Regions from separate parts of the Zea mays genome. Here region 1 is linked to region 2. Evidence: chromatin contacts called from public Hi-C data. All regions are on one chromosome and are shown on one strand. The core of a region is the stretch at or near the end of the contact, and the rest is flanking DNA. Distances in the headings are between cores, read along the strand shown. Region 1 holds the start of LOC100279570. Region 2 has its middle 5.5 kb from the start of LOC103626716.

What was found. Hi-C and Micro-C count contacts between places; a contact is called where the count stands out from the background.
Region 1: a contact with region 2 is called in a Hi-C map of leaf, with 7 times the contacts expected there. The contact joins the promoter of LOC100279570 here to the enhancer-like site in region 2. A contact is called at or near these places in 3 of 25 Hi-C or Micro-C datasets (bundle sheath and leaf) and 1 of 3 datasets of contacts at active chromatin or transcription factors (seedling).

Annotation. Positions count from the first base shown.
Region 1 is chr5:94,903,654-94,911,117 of Zm-B73-REFERENCE-NAM-5.0, forward strand. It overlaps LOC100279570, which reads left to right and starts at 3,584. Exons shown (of 2, transcript NM_001152567.1): 1 at 3,584-3,864; 2 at 3,999-5,283. The coding sequence starts at 3,700. The coding sequence ends at 4,877.
Region 2 is chr5:94,836,136-94,843,983 of Zm-B73-REFERENCE-NAM-5.0, forward strand. No RefSeq gene overlaps it. Among protein-coding and RNA genes, the nearest start is that of LOC103626716, 5.5 kb to the right of the region's middle. Within about 2 kb of position 2,811, at least 8 of the 20 cell types and tissues checked have an H3K27ac peak or open chromatin away from gene starts, as enhancers often do. A contact at or near this core is called in bundle sheath and leaf, where this site is marked.

The DNA.
Region 1 (7,464 bases), core at 2,334-4,833, 68 kb after region 2:
GCGTTTTGTGTGCGGGCCTGCGTCGGGTCGGACGGTCCGGCAAAATACGCCGGACGGTCCGCGGTATAACCGGACTGTCTGAGATGATGCTCGGACGGTCCGGCTGCGTCCAGTACTTGTCGCGTGCCTAATGGCAGCGGCTGTGATGGTGACACGAAAGCGTGCATCGGCATACCACATGATGGTTGGGTCAAGGGTGACCCATTTGTAGCCGATGCGCTTGGTGCGGGTGGCTCTGTATTAGACTCACGCGATGGAAAACTAGGAGCAGTTGATTTCTCGTATGAACGTAAATGCATTTTAATAGATTCATCTACATATTGCTTTAACTGATCTCCTTGTTGATCCATGAAAGTCGTAAGAGATAGATCTGGAGTACTTACAGCAGGACCCTGAAGTGGAGGTAGGCGAGCTTTCATATCGATCTCCCCTTGACGGATGATCTTCTGGTGGCAATCCACCGTGAAGTGTGACAAAGACTTTTCTGTCGCCTCCTTGCGTCGTTCGGAGAGTTTATGCAGCAATTCTGCCTCCTCCTTGTCACGTTGTTCGTTCCATTGCCGCATCACCTCCTTCTCATCGCGCATTATGAGGTCCTCAAAGGGTCTTTGGTCATCAGCCGGGAGCGCCTCCATGGCCGGCTTGATGATGTTGGTGGTGGAGATCTTGGTGTGATCCTTAGAACCGGCCATCTATGGACCGATTTTTAGTAGATCTAGATATCTAGTCCCCAGCGGAGTCGCCAAAAGTATGTTGACACCTTTTCGAGCGCCAATCACTATAACGAGAACCGGCGGCGGTGCCCTCTGCAAAGGCGCGGACGGTCCGCGGCCCGGGGCCGGACGGTCCGCGACCTGGTACAGGGGCTTGGGTTCCCTGCCTGACAGCCGGACGGTCCGCGTCTAGATGCCGGATGGTCCGCACGTGCGCAGGGGCGGCGAAGGTCGCGGCGGCGCCTGGATCTCGCTCCTGGGAGGAACCCCGTCGGAGAGGAGAGATCCTAGGTGTTGTCTAGGCTCGTTAGGCCGACCTAGACTCCTCTAATCGACATAGAGTCGAAGAGAAGCGGAGAATTTGGGGGATTGAAATACTAAATTAGGGCTAAACTAGAGCTACTCCTAATGCATAAGGTAAAAAAGAGAAATAGACTTGATTTGATCGATTGTTGGGAGTTCAATCGACCGTAGCCTTTCATCTATATAAAGGGGAGGACTGGATCCGCTTCAAATTGTTTCACGAGTTAATTCCACGGTTTTAGGCAACAAATCCTGTGAGAAACTAGGAACCCTAACTGAGGCGCGGACCGTCTGGACCGCGGACGAGGCCGGACCATCCGCTTAAACACCTTGCTACCAATGCTATACTGGCACATCGATCTATTATTTCGACAATAGTAATAAGATGGTTATTATTATGGTCAGCGACAGAGCTGTACTGATGATGGACCTGGACGTGAACGACGACGACGTACGTGAGCACGTAAAACGATACTTTATACGTTTATCTTAAGACAAAAAAAGTAGAGCAAAACTTGGACCTTCTTCCTAGCTAGCTAGCAAGTCCAGTGTCCAGGTTCTCCTCCTCCTAGCTGCTACTAGGTCCTAGTAGCCACCTTCCTCAACGACATGGACACGATAATGCGTTGGAAACCGAGATGCCGGACGCAAAAAAGTCTCTCGCCACATTAATAACTGCTGTTCCTCCCCGGCAGCTGACGGTCCGTCGTCCGTGATGCCACGATAGACTCATATATATATGTGGTGGCCGGCCGGGCCCGGGCCGCAACGGATTGCGGCGCCCCGTGGGTTCACATGTGCGCGAACTGTGTGTCATGGCGTGACGGGGACGTCGCCGCGCGTGTTGTATTGCACCATGGTGCAGAGAGTATACTAGAATTAGGTTATATCCTGGGTGGTAGTAGACTGTGGTGGCCTAGAGGATCCAGTACATGGGAGAGACTACGATCCGTCCCCAGCCCTCGAGGTTTTCTGCGCGACGAAGGTAACGGACGACGCAGTCAATCACGACGAAAACCAGCGTGGAAAACTTACTCTTCCAAGCCAATTTAAACCGATTAAACTCCTCGTATGGGTCAGCTCAACTTGTTAGCCATATACACGCCATCGCAAGCAAGTAGTCGGCCGATCGAGTAACAAGGAACAGGAACAGTTGTACGCCTTGCGGAAACGAAGACAGCAGACAGACGGATTTCCAGGTCCGGTCTCGCAAAATCTTTGTAGAAACCTCTGCACAAGTACTAGAACGCAAAGGTAACGACAAGCCGCGCGCCTGCATGCGACGTGTCAGTCAAAAGAAGAACAGCGCTTCTGCTTACATACGGCGGCCTAATCAATCAAAAACCTCGGCAACAAAGGTGGTCATAAAGAAACGGTGCAAGTACGTACTGATCCTCGCCCCCCGTGCGGCGAGCACTATGAAAGGATGTTTGGTCAGTCAGAATTAGGCAACGGCGGCGGCACGGCGATACGTATATACTACTTACTTGTTGGTAGCTAGTTCGCCGGATTATTCTGATTCCATTAGTTTGGGCCTCCGGAGCTCACCTAGCAAGGAAATTAAGCCGCAGCCATCAGGAGCGACCTTTCCCTCACCTAGACTAGAGCTACCAGCAGTACCACCACATGCGCATGCTCTTCTCTCTCTTTTTTCTTTTCTTTTTTTTGTAAAAAAAAGTTTGTTTAGAAAACAGAAACAGAGAAAGTCTAAAATCTGCCGGATTAATTAGTGCTAACTAAGCTACCACTACCAGGCTCTCGCTCTTCCGACCAGAAAGGCTGGTCAACAAGCTAAAGTCGTCAATTGGTCCCCCCGCCGATCTTTCCTAGGCATGTGTGGTGGTGTATTTTCTTGACTTCCGGAGCCACCGCCACCCAACCTGCAGGCGACCATCGCCGTCATCCTCTCGCGGCTCATCCGCAGGCCGACATGCTATCCGAGGCCAACCAAGGCTTCGCTCACCCGCCTCCGTCCCACCCGACTCGTGACAAATAGGCGTACCAGCACTGAAAAAAAATATTTCAGCAGAGAGGCAGAGGCCACGGCGTCGGCGTCGCCATCACGGTCAGTCACGTCTTCTCCTGCTGGTCCATCGGCAACCTCCAGTGCGCTTCGTCGTCGTCGTCCTCCGACCCCCGCCCCGGGCCCCACCACTCGCCTATTCTTCTAGTAGTTGTAGCAGCAGTATTCCCCCGCCACATTCGCGTGCGCGAATTCCACGGCCCCTTGTTTGTTTATGCGGTCTCTCGTCTCGCCTCAGCTCAGCTGCTGATTCGATCGCCGCGCGACCGGAGAAGAGGACAGGCGCGTGTGCGAGTGATGGCGACGTGCGCTGGGCTGGCACTGGCAGCGCCTCTCTCTCTCTCTCTCTCTCTCTCTCTCTCTCTCTCTCTCTCTCTCTCTCTCTCTCTCTCTCTCTCTCTCTCTCTCTCTCTTCTTCTAGCCGATGAGACCGCCCGGACGGACCATCCTCCTTCGATATTCCCGGCCGGGTCGTCGAGTCCCCCAGTCCCCAGTCCTTATATAAATCACGCCATGTCCCGAGCAATCGCCACTCCAACTCTCAAGCGTCTCTACTCCTCTTCCTCCTCTCTCTACTCTCCAAGTTCTCTTCTCCGTCGACCGCTCTACACGTCTCTTGTCGACCTGGACACCGAGGTGGAAGAAGGAAGCAGTCAGCAGATGGATCCATGGATCAGCAGCCAGCCTTCTCTGAGCCTTGACCTGCGCGTCGGCCTGCCGCCGCTCAGCCTCCACCACCAGGCGCCGGTGGCCGTCGCCTTGCCCAGGCCCAAGCTGCTCGTCGAGGAGAACTTCCTCCTGCCGCCTCCAAAGAAAGAACCAGAGGTACGCATATATACACTACACTCCGATCCTATGTGCGACGCAAGCATGCACCCACCCCACCTGGACTGGACGGAGACGGCGGGCGTGACGACGAGCAAAGACTCTAACGGACTGTCCCCTTGATTTGATCCCAGGTCGCGGCTCTCGAGACGGAGCTGCAGCGGATGGGCGAGGAGAACCGGCGCCTGGCGGAGGCGCTGGCCGAGGTGGCCTCCAAGTACGAGGCGCTGCGGGGGCAGTACACGGAGATGGTGGCCGCGGCGGCCACGGCCTGCGGGAACCACCCGTCGTCCACGTCGGAGGGCGGGTCCGTGTCGCCGTCGCGGAAGCGCAAGAGCGAGAGCACGGACACCGCGCCGCCCGCGCAGCAGCTACTGCACCAGCACTACCCGGCGGTGGCGCCGGACCAGACGGAGTGCACCTCGGGCGAGCCGTGCAAGCGCATCCGGGAGGCGGAGTGCAAGCCCAGGGTGTCGAAGCTGCACGTGCACGCCGACCCGGCCGACCTCAGCCTGGTGGTCAAGGACGGGTACCAGTGGCGCAAGTACGGGCAGAAGGTTACCAAGGACAACCCCTGCCCGCGGGCCTACTTCCGCTGCTCCTTCGCCCCGGCCTGCCCAGTCAAGAAGAAGGTGCAGCGCAGCGCCGACGACCCCACCATCCTGGTCGCCACGTACGAGGGCGACCACAACCACGGCCAGCCCCCGCCACAGGCGCAGGCGCCGCACGACGGCTCCAGCCCTGGCGCCAGCAAGAAGCCGCCGTCGCCGCCGAGGCCGGTCGCCGCCGCTCCGGCGCCGCTCCACCACCAGCAGGTCCAGCAGCACCAGCAGCAGCAGGCGGTTGGCGCGGTGAAATGCGAGCCGCCCGTGGCCGCGGCGGCGTCGGAGCTCATCCGGCGGAACCTCGCGGAGCAGATGGCCATGACGCTGACGCGGGACCCCAGCTTCAAGGCGGCGTTCGTCACCGCGCTGTCCGGCCGGCTCTTCGAGATGTCGCCGACCAAGGACTGACGGAACGGATCGGATGGATTGGGAGATTGGCATCGCAGGAGATTCTGGATCAGATTGTCTTCGAGCGCACGCCGCAATGGTCAACTGCGCAGCGCTGGCTTGGCTGTCAGAGCGAAACAGCGGTAACAGAGCAAGACACGAGGGGTCTGCACTCTGCAGTTGTGCAGGAGGAGGAACAGACACAAGGGGAGGACGGCGCGCGGCCGGACATGGCGTGGAACAGAGATCGTCGTCACCGCCGGCGGGGGTGTGGTCGACGACGCGACATGCGAAACACTACGTGCTAGCTAGCATAGGAAAAAACAACATGAAATCGTACAACCAACCAATCCCTCGCACTGTTTTAGTTGTTAGCTGTAGGCGAAACTGTTCATCCAATTGATCAAATGAAACTTATTTTTTCCCTAGCACTATGTTTCATGAGAATGAGACCAGGAATGAACCAACTTGAGTTTGAAAATTTCCATAGGGGAGTAATAATAACAGAGGTATACTACTGGACTGTGTAGCAGGCGCGACTGAGCTGTGGGCCACCCGCGCATTCGCAAATGTTCCTGAGTAGTAGTTCGCCGAGGATTGGGTTTGAAAAGTAGGCGACCCAGCGGGATGGCGCGGGGCCCAGATGCCAGAGCAGAGTGATCACCGCGGGCTGAAGTTGGCCGTGGCCCACGTGCGACGTTTTGCGTCCGTCGGCGCCGCGCGGGAGGGAAGCTGGGTGGAAACGCAAGGCCGCCGCGGCTGGCGGTGGTGGTGGCCCGGCCCGGCCCGGCCGGTCTCCTGGGCAGAGCTGTGTGGCTTGGCTAGTCAAACACGTGCGGGTCGGTCCGGCGCTCCACTCCACGACTCTGCGTTCCGCCCACGGTGCCGTCGGAGCACCGCAAGCATGCCAATTACCAACCGTCGACCACGGCACCGTTTGCGTTGGCATTCAACAGGTAGCCGTCGTCAGTTCACGGGCAGTCACACCTTTTTCACTAATTAAGACCAGCGAGTCAGTAGCCCATGGCCCAGCCTCTAGAAAGAAACGCCATCACGGGCACCAGAGTGCGGTCGTCTCGTCTTCGTCCAGAGGTCTTTCACGGGAAGGTTCGGAGGTCGCCGCCCGTCGCCATCACCGCACGACTGGCCGGCCACAACGTGGGGCGGTGGACGACCGGACTGCTCCGCCGCCCACCAGCCGCCTCCCCCCGACCCCCGCTTGCTTGCCGATTGACCCGCCAGCCAGGACGCTGCTGTAAGGCTCCGTTTTTTATTTATTATATACATGCATAATAATATTGATTATTACTTACTATCTACTCTGTCGGCCAACCGCGGGCGCCGCAATCCATCACGACGAGGACCACCACCATTATCTACTGCACCAGGCATCACTTGTTTTCTACTCAACCCGTGAAGTCTGGGAAGTTCCGCTTGATTCATCGGGCTGGAAGGAATTGACGCTGTATTGTGGCTGTTATATATGGTGCAGTAGATGATGCGCATATAGTTTTCAACTAAGGGCATCTTTAGTTTTAAGCCTAGGAGGTAAAATTTATTTCGGTGACTGAAGTTTAACATCTATCATGTTTGGTCCCAATCATTAAAATTATTCAGAATGTATTAAATAGCTCACAAGAAGACCAAAATGTCCTTTTACCATTTTCTCACTATTAATATAACTGAAATAAATGAGAAGCAAAATGTGAAATCAATATAATTTAGACAATCTTAAACACCTCTCAGGACACTAGAGACTAAAGCAGTTTAGTCTCGCCGTTCGATAATAGTGACTAAAATGGAGAAACTAATGTTTAGTCTACAACCAAAAGGCTCTAAGCTTAGTGCTTAGTCAGTTAGTCTGGTCTGGTACCTGTCATTTTCTTCGTGCACGTTGTTTGCTTCTTTGGAAAAATCAGTCTACTTCGCTTTTGGATGTATTATGGAACAATCGCGTGGTCGTATACGGAACTACATAGCCTAGTCAAGCGCACGACTGATCTTTTTGAATTCATCATTTTTTAATCAAAATTTTACGTGCACATCCCCCCACTAAAACCACTATCGTGTTTGACCTATGAGTTAGCGCCTTAACCTCTGCCATCAAAGCTACTCGATTTGGTGTCATGACTTACGACACTGAAGTCCAATTTAAACGGCAACATGTAGTTCTCTCGTTGAGACAGACCTGATTTATTTCTCGTCTCTATCCCTCCCTCCCCCAATCCTTCTAACCATTTTTCCAATTTAGACCCTTTTCGGTTAATCCCGTTGCCTATAGATTGGATGGAATTAGAAAAAAAAGAAAAAATTTGACTTGCTTGGGATTTAAACCCACCTAATCTCACTCAATCCACATAGATTGAGAGCTAACCGAACAAGCTCTTATAGATTCAACCTTGAAACCTTTGAGTTGATCCATAGATCATTGAGAGTGAGATATCCTCCCCTCTTTATATATATATATATATATATATATATAGTATATGTATTTAGAGCCCTGGGCTCTATTTAACTACAGAAAGCCCCGACCATCCGTCCGGTTGACCAGGCGCACCATCCGGTCCACCCACTATAATGTTTACGCTTAGTTATACACAAGTTTACG
Region 2 (7,848 bases), core at 1,561-4,060:
TAACTTACCATTTGTCTCTGCAAAACACACGTTAGTCACATATAATATTACGTTGTCATTAATCACTAAAACCAACCAGGGGCCTAGATGCTTTCAGTTAGAAATCGAACCACCGACCTCACCCCTCACACGCAGTGGCGGACGTAGGTCGAGAATTTATGGGGGGCCAAAAACACCACACGACAAAATCAAGCGAGATTATTAAAAAACTTAGCAAAGATACTGCTAAGTTTTTTATGACCGAATCAAAGTCGTGTACATTGTCAAATGTCAATCTCCTAGAAGGGCAGAGGTGCCAGTAAAGGGGTGGGGTCAAGCGACGTCTCCAGCTCAGAGATGGGGCTTGCTGTTTTGCCAAGCTTGTTGGTCACGAAGACGGGTCGCATCATTGTGACGAGCGAGACTTGACTTTATCGAGCGGGCCGGTGTCGCAACGACGACGGGGCGGGGGTGGAGGCGCCAGAAAGGGGCGGGGTCGGACAGCGTTGGGTCAGGTGGAGGCGGAGGTCGAAACCGGTATCAAGGCAAACTGGTTTAGGTGGCGTCGAAAAGATTAAGGTCGAAGTGATAGATGCGAGGACTCGGTTGGAGAGGATCTGACGAGGAGGCTCTTGACAAGATTATTTTAGGCAGCTAATTGTTAAATGGTTTTAGCTAGGTTGAGGCAGCTAACAACTAATGATTATTTGAAGGGTATAGCTAAAAATTAGTGCGTTAATTAGTTGATTCATTCTAAATTTTTAATTTTAGCCGCTAGCCATTTGTTTTTTAGTTTAGAATAGGACTATATCTTATCAAAACTTTTATTTTTTTCTTCACTTAATAATAAATGGTCATTATGTATAATAGGTTGTATAAAATTGAGGGGGGCCATGACCCACTTTACCCCCTGCTCACGCGTATCATCCACTACCACTCTGCATATGTCATGCTTTGTGTTTAGTCTGTAGTTTTGTCCACATATTACAACCAACTGAGTGTAAATTGCTTATTTAAGACCGTAAACGAATTCAAATAAAAAAGTAGTCAACTACAAAGTTGAATGACTTTTGAAGTTCTACAACTTTCATTTTGACACTTTTTCATCCAAGGTCGTTTGCAAAATTTGAATTTTAAATTTGACAAATTTAGATGCAATTTTTGAGAACCGAAATGAGTTCAAATAAGAAAGTTGTCAACTACAAAGTTTCATAACTTTTAGAGATATACAACTTTAATTCTGGTGGTTTTATCATACGAGGTCATTTGAAAAACTCAAAAAATTAAGGATAAAAATGATTTCTAGTGGCAGTTCTTAAGAAAAATCGAAAAATTAAGGATAAAAATGGATTTCTATAGGCAGTTTTCTTAAGTAATTGCCTGTAGAAATACAATTTCTAGTGGCTGTTTTTAAGGAACCGCCACTAAAAATAACACAGGCGGTTGATAACCGAATCCGTATGTAAAAATATATCACCCCGTAGGCTTTGAGCTTTTTTCTACTAGTGGTCGATACCGGTCGTCTGTTGTTACGTGTCATTTTTGCATTATTGATCTGCATCGCTTTGGCCGTTTAAAGTTTAGCAAAAATCAGCCCTACAAATAGAGAAGGTGTTTAGGTTCATTCATACCCTCAACTCTCCAATAGGATGTTTCTGTCCATCCCTGTTTTCTAAATACACAACCTTTGTTTCTATACCCATGCTCTTCTTCTGAAGATGGAGAATAAAAGGCCGATAAGTACACATATATTTTTAATGAATTCCGCACATTTTTAGGTCCATGCATGGCCGCTACACTCTGTGGCCCTTATTGATGCAACGACAAGAAGTGGTCGACTTTTTGGGTCCGAATAACCAAGTTCCACACTACCGCACCCTCAAGCAGCTAAAGGATCGGTGGTCGATGAGCAATCGAAATTGAAGATCGCCCTCTTTTAAAGTACACACAACTGTTTGTGTGCGGCCCGACCGAGTGGAGCAGAGCTTCCGCAACAAGCCTACAGAAGCTGAGTTCAAACTAAAGCACACATGACGCGCTCTTTGCCATCAGTCAAGTGGTGCACAAGGCAAAGTGGCGACGACTCCAGTGATGGAAGCAAAAGATCTCGTCTCAACTTGGATGACAATTATAGCTCCACGCTGTACGAAAGTGTGGGCGTGCCACGCCCTATCAGCCGCGATAGGGCAAGAGCTTACGGAAGGGGAATAGGCTAGCAACAGGTAGCAGCGAGTCACAGTTACAGAGAAAATGGTATTGAAGAAGCTGAACAAGGCTAGCCAGGAGGATTACTCTAATTAAATTGCTTGAGTAATTCAACGAATTATTGAATCGCTCTAGCGTCGATATATATAGACGAAGACATTAAAAGTGCTTACAAGTTAGCCTTAAAAAGTGGACAAAGCAACTAGAATTAGACGAGTAAGAAGAAGAGAGGGAAGAGAAATATGACGAAGATGAGTAGTGGTGACTGGTGTATTGGCTATTTATACGAATTATATAGCTTTTTTTGCATTTTAATTGTTTTCATGAACTATATAAATTTTATTTGCTTAAGCGTGTACTCGGATAAATTTATATTGTAATAGAACATCGTGTTTTATTTCAATCAAAAGTCTATAAAAAAGTGATGTGACGCGCTGATATGGTTGACAATATTCGGATAGGCACCATGGTCAATATCTTGGGTTTGGAAGCAGCCTAACCCGCTAGTCATTCATTTGGCTCGCTGCATTGCCGTTGAGCGACGAAGACCAGAGACTGACTGACTTGTGGACAGTCGCTTTGTTTGTGCAAGTGGACAGATTCGTAGATAGGTGGTTACTAGAGTAGATACTACTCGAAGTGTGGATGACTTGAGATGATGGCTTGGTTACGGTGCCGGGGCGGCTACCCAATTGTCAACAGGGCGGCCCTGAAGAAAATATCAATAGGCCTCACCACTTGGGTCCTTGGGAATCTTCATGTGTACTTGGCCATATGCATGCGCAAGACTTCCATTGTTCATCTTCTTCATCGTCTGAATATTCCTCTTCCTCGCGGTCCCAGGTGCCAGGTCACAACTCTCTTAAAGCTATCTCCAACGCGATGACATGCCACTACTAGAAAAAAAAACTCTATAACTATGATGAGGTCTAATTTTTATAGACAGATTTAGTTATCAAACGTTAGTGAAATAAAATAGTCGGCCCGATTCAAAGAAGCGTAAGTGGAAACACGTTTTTCATGGTGGTTTCTCAAGAAAATCATCACTAGAAGTACTTTAAAATCATTTTTCGATTTTTTTCAAATGACATCGTATGGAAAACCATCAAAATAAAAGTTATAGATCTTTAAAAGTTATCAAACTTTTTAATCGACAACTTTTTGGTTTTGAAATGCATTTGAATATGCCATATTTAGAATGCATTTTTTTTTTTGCAAACGACCTCGAATGCAAAGGTACTAAAATAAAAGTTGTAGAATTTAAAAAGTTATTTAATTTTATAGTTGACAACATTTTCGTTTGTAGCCTCAAACAGTTAATTTACACTTGATTTGTTCTAATATGTAGTAGGCAACAAAGCCACAATCTTGACTCAAGTATATTGTGGGTGGAGTGGCAGAAGAGGATATGTGCGAGTGTGATATATTTATATTTCTCGAAAAAGATTTGTATCGGCGGTTTCTTACCTTAACCACCAGTGAAAATATTTTTACTGGCAGTTCTCGACAAACCGTCAAATAAAAATAGGTTAAGAACTATCTGTATCAGTGGTCTCAACCTCCACGTCCGCGCTCGGTATCCAGAATTCCAGATTAGTGCAATTGGTGGGGCGCGCGGGTGGGCAGAGCATCCTTCAGAAAGCATAGGATAGGATTGCACACGTTGCCACCTTCTTTCACAAGCTTGTTATTCTTGAACACGGGCATAGATTCTTGTCCATTTATAATCGAAGAGTATGCTTTGGAGCAGCGTCAACAAACTTTTTTATTCCATTATGATGTTTTCATGTCAGTTAACATTACTTGCATATGTAGTGATAAGGATATAAACATTGAACTCTTGTGAACAAATGAAAAACTAGATCGATTTTTATCCAAAACTTTAGGTTGTGTTTGGTTTCAGGTCAAAGTAGGATGAGACTCCTCGATTTTTTAGATCACACTGTCATCAAAAATTAATTTGGTCACGTGACTCAAGACTATAGAAAATATAGTCGCCCTTTCCAATCCTCCTTATACGTACATCTTCATAGCTAGGGTTCCCGGCGTGGACCTGAAACTGCCTCAATGGAATGCCGCCGGCCGGCTAGTACACGGGGAGGAGGAAGCCAGGAAGTACATGAGTTGGCGTGCCTAGCTAGATCCAACGCGTGGGATTCAGGTGTCCGTGTGGATCTGGAAGCCGCCATGCATGGGAGCACGGGAGCAAGCAAGGGGTGGTTGCAGGCGGGGTTGCAAGGGAGAAGATGGAGTGTAGAGACAGATAAAAGTGGGAGGCACTATTACTGAGTACTAGCGTCTGAATAAAACGAAGGAACTGATAGTTGTTTTCCTGATCTCAGCTTTCTCTCCTAAACTTTCCATTTTCCTCTCTTCTCCATTGATTCGGAATCCGGCGTCAATCCAAACAGACACCCGTGCAAACACCCACATAACTATCGCATTTTCGTTGTCTGCAAAAGCTAAAAAAAAGTCTGGCACGCACGGCTCGTTATGCATGTGCGCTTAAACGCAAAAAATAGTGGGACGGGTCAATCCGAGCCGGGCGCGTAGTGTTTGATTTCTAGAGCTAATTTTTAATACTTCTATTTTATTTTATTTTAGTTCTTAAATTGTTTAATTCGGAAAGTAAAATAGAGTTTTAGTTTTTATATTTGTTAATTTAGAAACTAAAATGTAATAAAATGGAGAGATTAAAAATATTAGTCACTAGAAACCAAACACCATCTTAATATGCGCGTGAAAAGGTAGACTTAAAGCAACTCTAAAATAAGATGTAAACTTACCTTAAAATAAATATTAGAGGGAAAAACTGAATTCGCTTGCTCAAACAGTTCATGTATTCGCCTCTGAAAAGTTCCGCATCCCGTATGGACGCCCTCAGCTCCCTCAAATTTTCGCGTTCAGTGTTCCTCTCCCCAATCCGTCCGCGTCTACGTGTGCATCCTGTTACATTTACAGGATCTCTAGAAGTAAATCAGTAGGGTAATCTATATTCTATTGAGTAATTTCGGGTTCCTAATTTCTAGAACAAAACAGTATTAGATTGTTACCGTCGTTGGGAAGTGCAGGTGTGTTGGAGGATGTAGATTCGTTCGCCATCAGGTTCGTTGATGAAGGTTGATGCAGCGAGGTTGTCGACGGCGATGAACGGCGGTGTCTTCCCGTCACTGGCTGTGCACCCTCTCAGATCGGTGTTAGGGTTTTGTCGGTGGGGAGTACGGTCTCGCGAAACACGTCCACCGAGCCGCCGGCCCCCACCCTTTTATTTATAGCGCAGTGTGACAGGGGCCCACCAACCATATAGGGTTGGGCGCCCCCGATCAGGGCGTGATCAAAGGCCCAAGATGTCCGTTGGGCCCATCTTGGTGGAGATCAATCCAACATTCTCCCCCTTGATCTCATCGTTCACTTTAAACTTTAAACTTTAACTTCAACACTTTTCACTTTACTCGTTTCATCACAGATAAGTGCATAGAGCATGTTTCATCGTCACGATCAATCGTCGATAGATTTGACAGCTACAATACACATCTCCGATCTGAAACAGTACTTTAACTTTAGGCCCTATTTATAGTCCAGGAATCATAGGCTTTCCCTTAAACCCATGTCGGCTACATGTTCTTTGAACACTTTGGGTGGTAAGCCTTTTGTAAGCGGATCCGCGAGCATCTTTTCACTTCTTATATGCTCAAGACTTATTATTTGATCCCAGACTTTATCCTTCACAACGTAGTACTTTATGTCAATGTGTTTGGCAGCACCACTTGACCTATTGTTGTGAGCATACTGTACTGCTGGAGCATTATCGCAGTATAACTTTAGTGGTTTATGTATGCTGTCGACCACCTTTAAACCGGGTATGAACTTCTTTAACCAATTCACCTGCCCTGAAGCCTCAAAACACGCTACAAACTCGGCATACTCTGTGGACGATGTAGTGACGGTTTGTTTCGAGCTTTTCCATGAAATAGCTCCACCTGCGAGAGTGAACACATATCCCGATGTGGATTTCTATCATCTCCCGCATAATCATAATCTGTGTACCCCACTATTTGGAGTGAATATGTTCTTCTATACGTCATCATGAGGCCTTTCGTGTCTTGCAAATATCGCAAGACTTTCTTTACCAATTTCCAGTGCTCAATCCCTGGATTACTTTGAAATCTGCCAAGCAACCCGGTAACAAAAGCTAAGTCAGGGCGCGTACACACTTGAGCATACTGCAGGCTTCCGACAGCAGAAGCATATGGAACCACTTTCATTTGGTCGAGCTCGTACTGGTTCCTAGGGCATTGAAAATCCCCATATTTGTCGCCCTTGACTATTGGTGCAGGTGATGCACTACATTTGTGCATATTGAATCTCTTTAAAATCTTTTCTATGTATAACTTTTGGGGCAGTCCCAATACCCCTTTTGTTCTATCTCGGTGAACCTCTATGCCCAAAACAAAAGACGCTTCACCAAGATCTTTCATGTCAAATTTTGAGGACAAAAACTTCTTTGTCTCCAGCAGTAGACTGACATCACTACTAGCAAGTAAGATATCATCCACATATAGGATTAGGAAGATGTACTTTCCATTCTTAAACTTTGTATATACACAGTTGTCCTCAACATTCTCTTTAACCCAAAATCCTTTATTGTTCTATCAAACTTCAAGTACCACTGTCTTGAAGCTTGTTTTAAACCATAAATTGATTTCTTTAGGCGACATCCCATACCTTCTTTTTCTTTCACAACAAAACCTTTCGGTTGTGCCATGTAAAAAATTTCTTCCAAATCCCCATTGAGGAATGCCGTCTTTACATCCATCTGATGTAACTCTAAATCATAGTGTGCTACTAATGCCATTATAATTCTGAAGGAGTCCTTACATGAGACCGGAGAAAATGTCTCATTGTAATCAATCCCTTCTCTTTGTGTAAAGCCTTTTGCCACAAGTCGTGCTTTATGTCTTTCAATATTCCCTTTGGAGTCGAGTTTTGTTCTGTAGACCCATTTACAGCCTACTGTTTTGGCTCCTTTAGGAATTGTCTCTAAATCCCATACTTTGTTAGCATTCATTGATTCCATTTCATCTTCCATGGCTTTAAGCCACTTTGACGAGTGCTCGCTTCTCATGGCTTCTTCAAATGAGGTGGGATCACCCTCCATTTGAAGTCCTTCGGTGTTATACACCTCATAATCATCAGAAATAGCTGATCTTTTAATTCTTTGAGACCTTCTTGGGGCCTCTACATTTGGCACATCTGCTGTCTGGGGCTGTTGTTGCTCCCCCTCACTTGTGGCATCATTTTCTATAGGATCCTGAAGGACAGGTTCCTCATGTCCATTCGTTGTCGCCACAGGAGAACTAACAACAGGTGTTGTCACTACAGTGTCTTGCACTGTTGGTGCAACAGGAACAGGTAATTCAAAAATTGGTTCCTGAAACATTGGAGTGGGCACATATACCCGCTTTTCCTCAAGATCAATTTTTCGACTTACCATGCTCCCCCTCATCATTTCATCCTCTAGGAACACAGCGTGTCTCGTTTCTACAAACTTTGTATATCTATCTGGACAGTAGAAACGAAACCCTTTTGATCTTTCTGGATAGCCAATGAAATGGCAACTTACTGTTTTGGGATCTAGTTTCCCAATGTTTGGGTTAAATACTT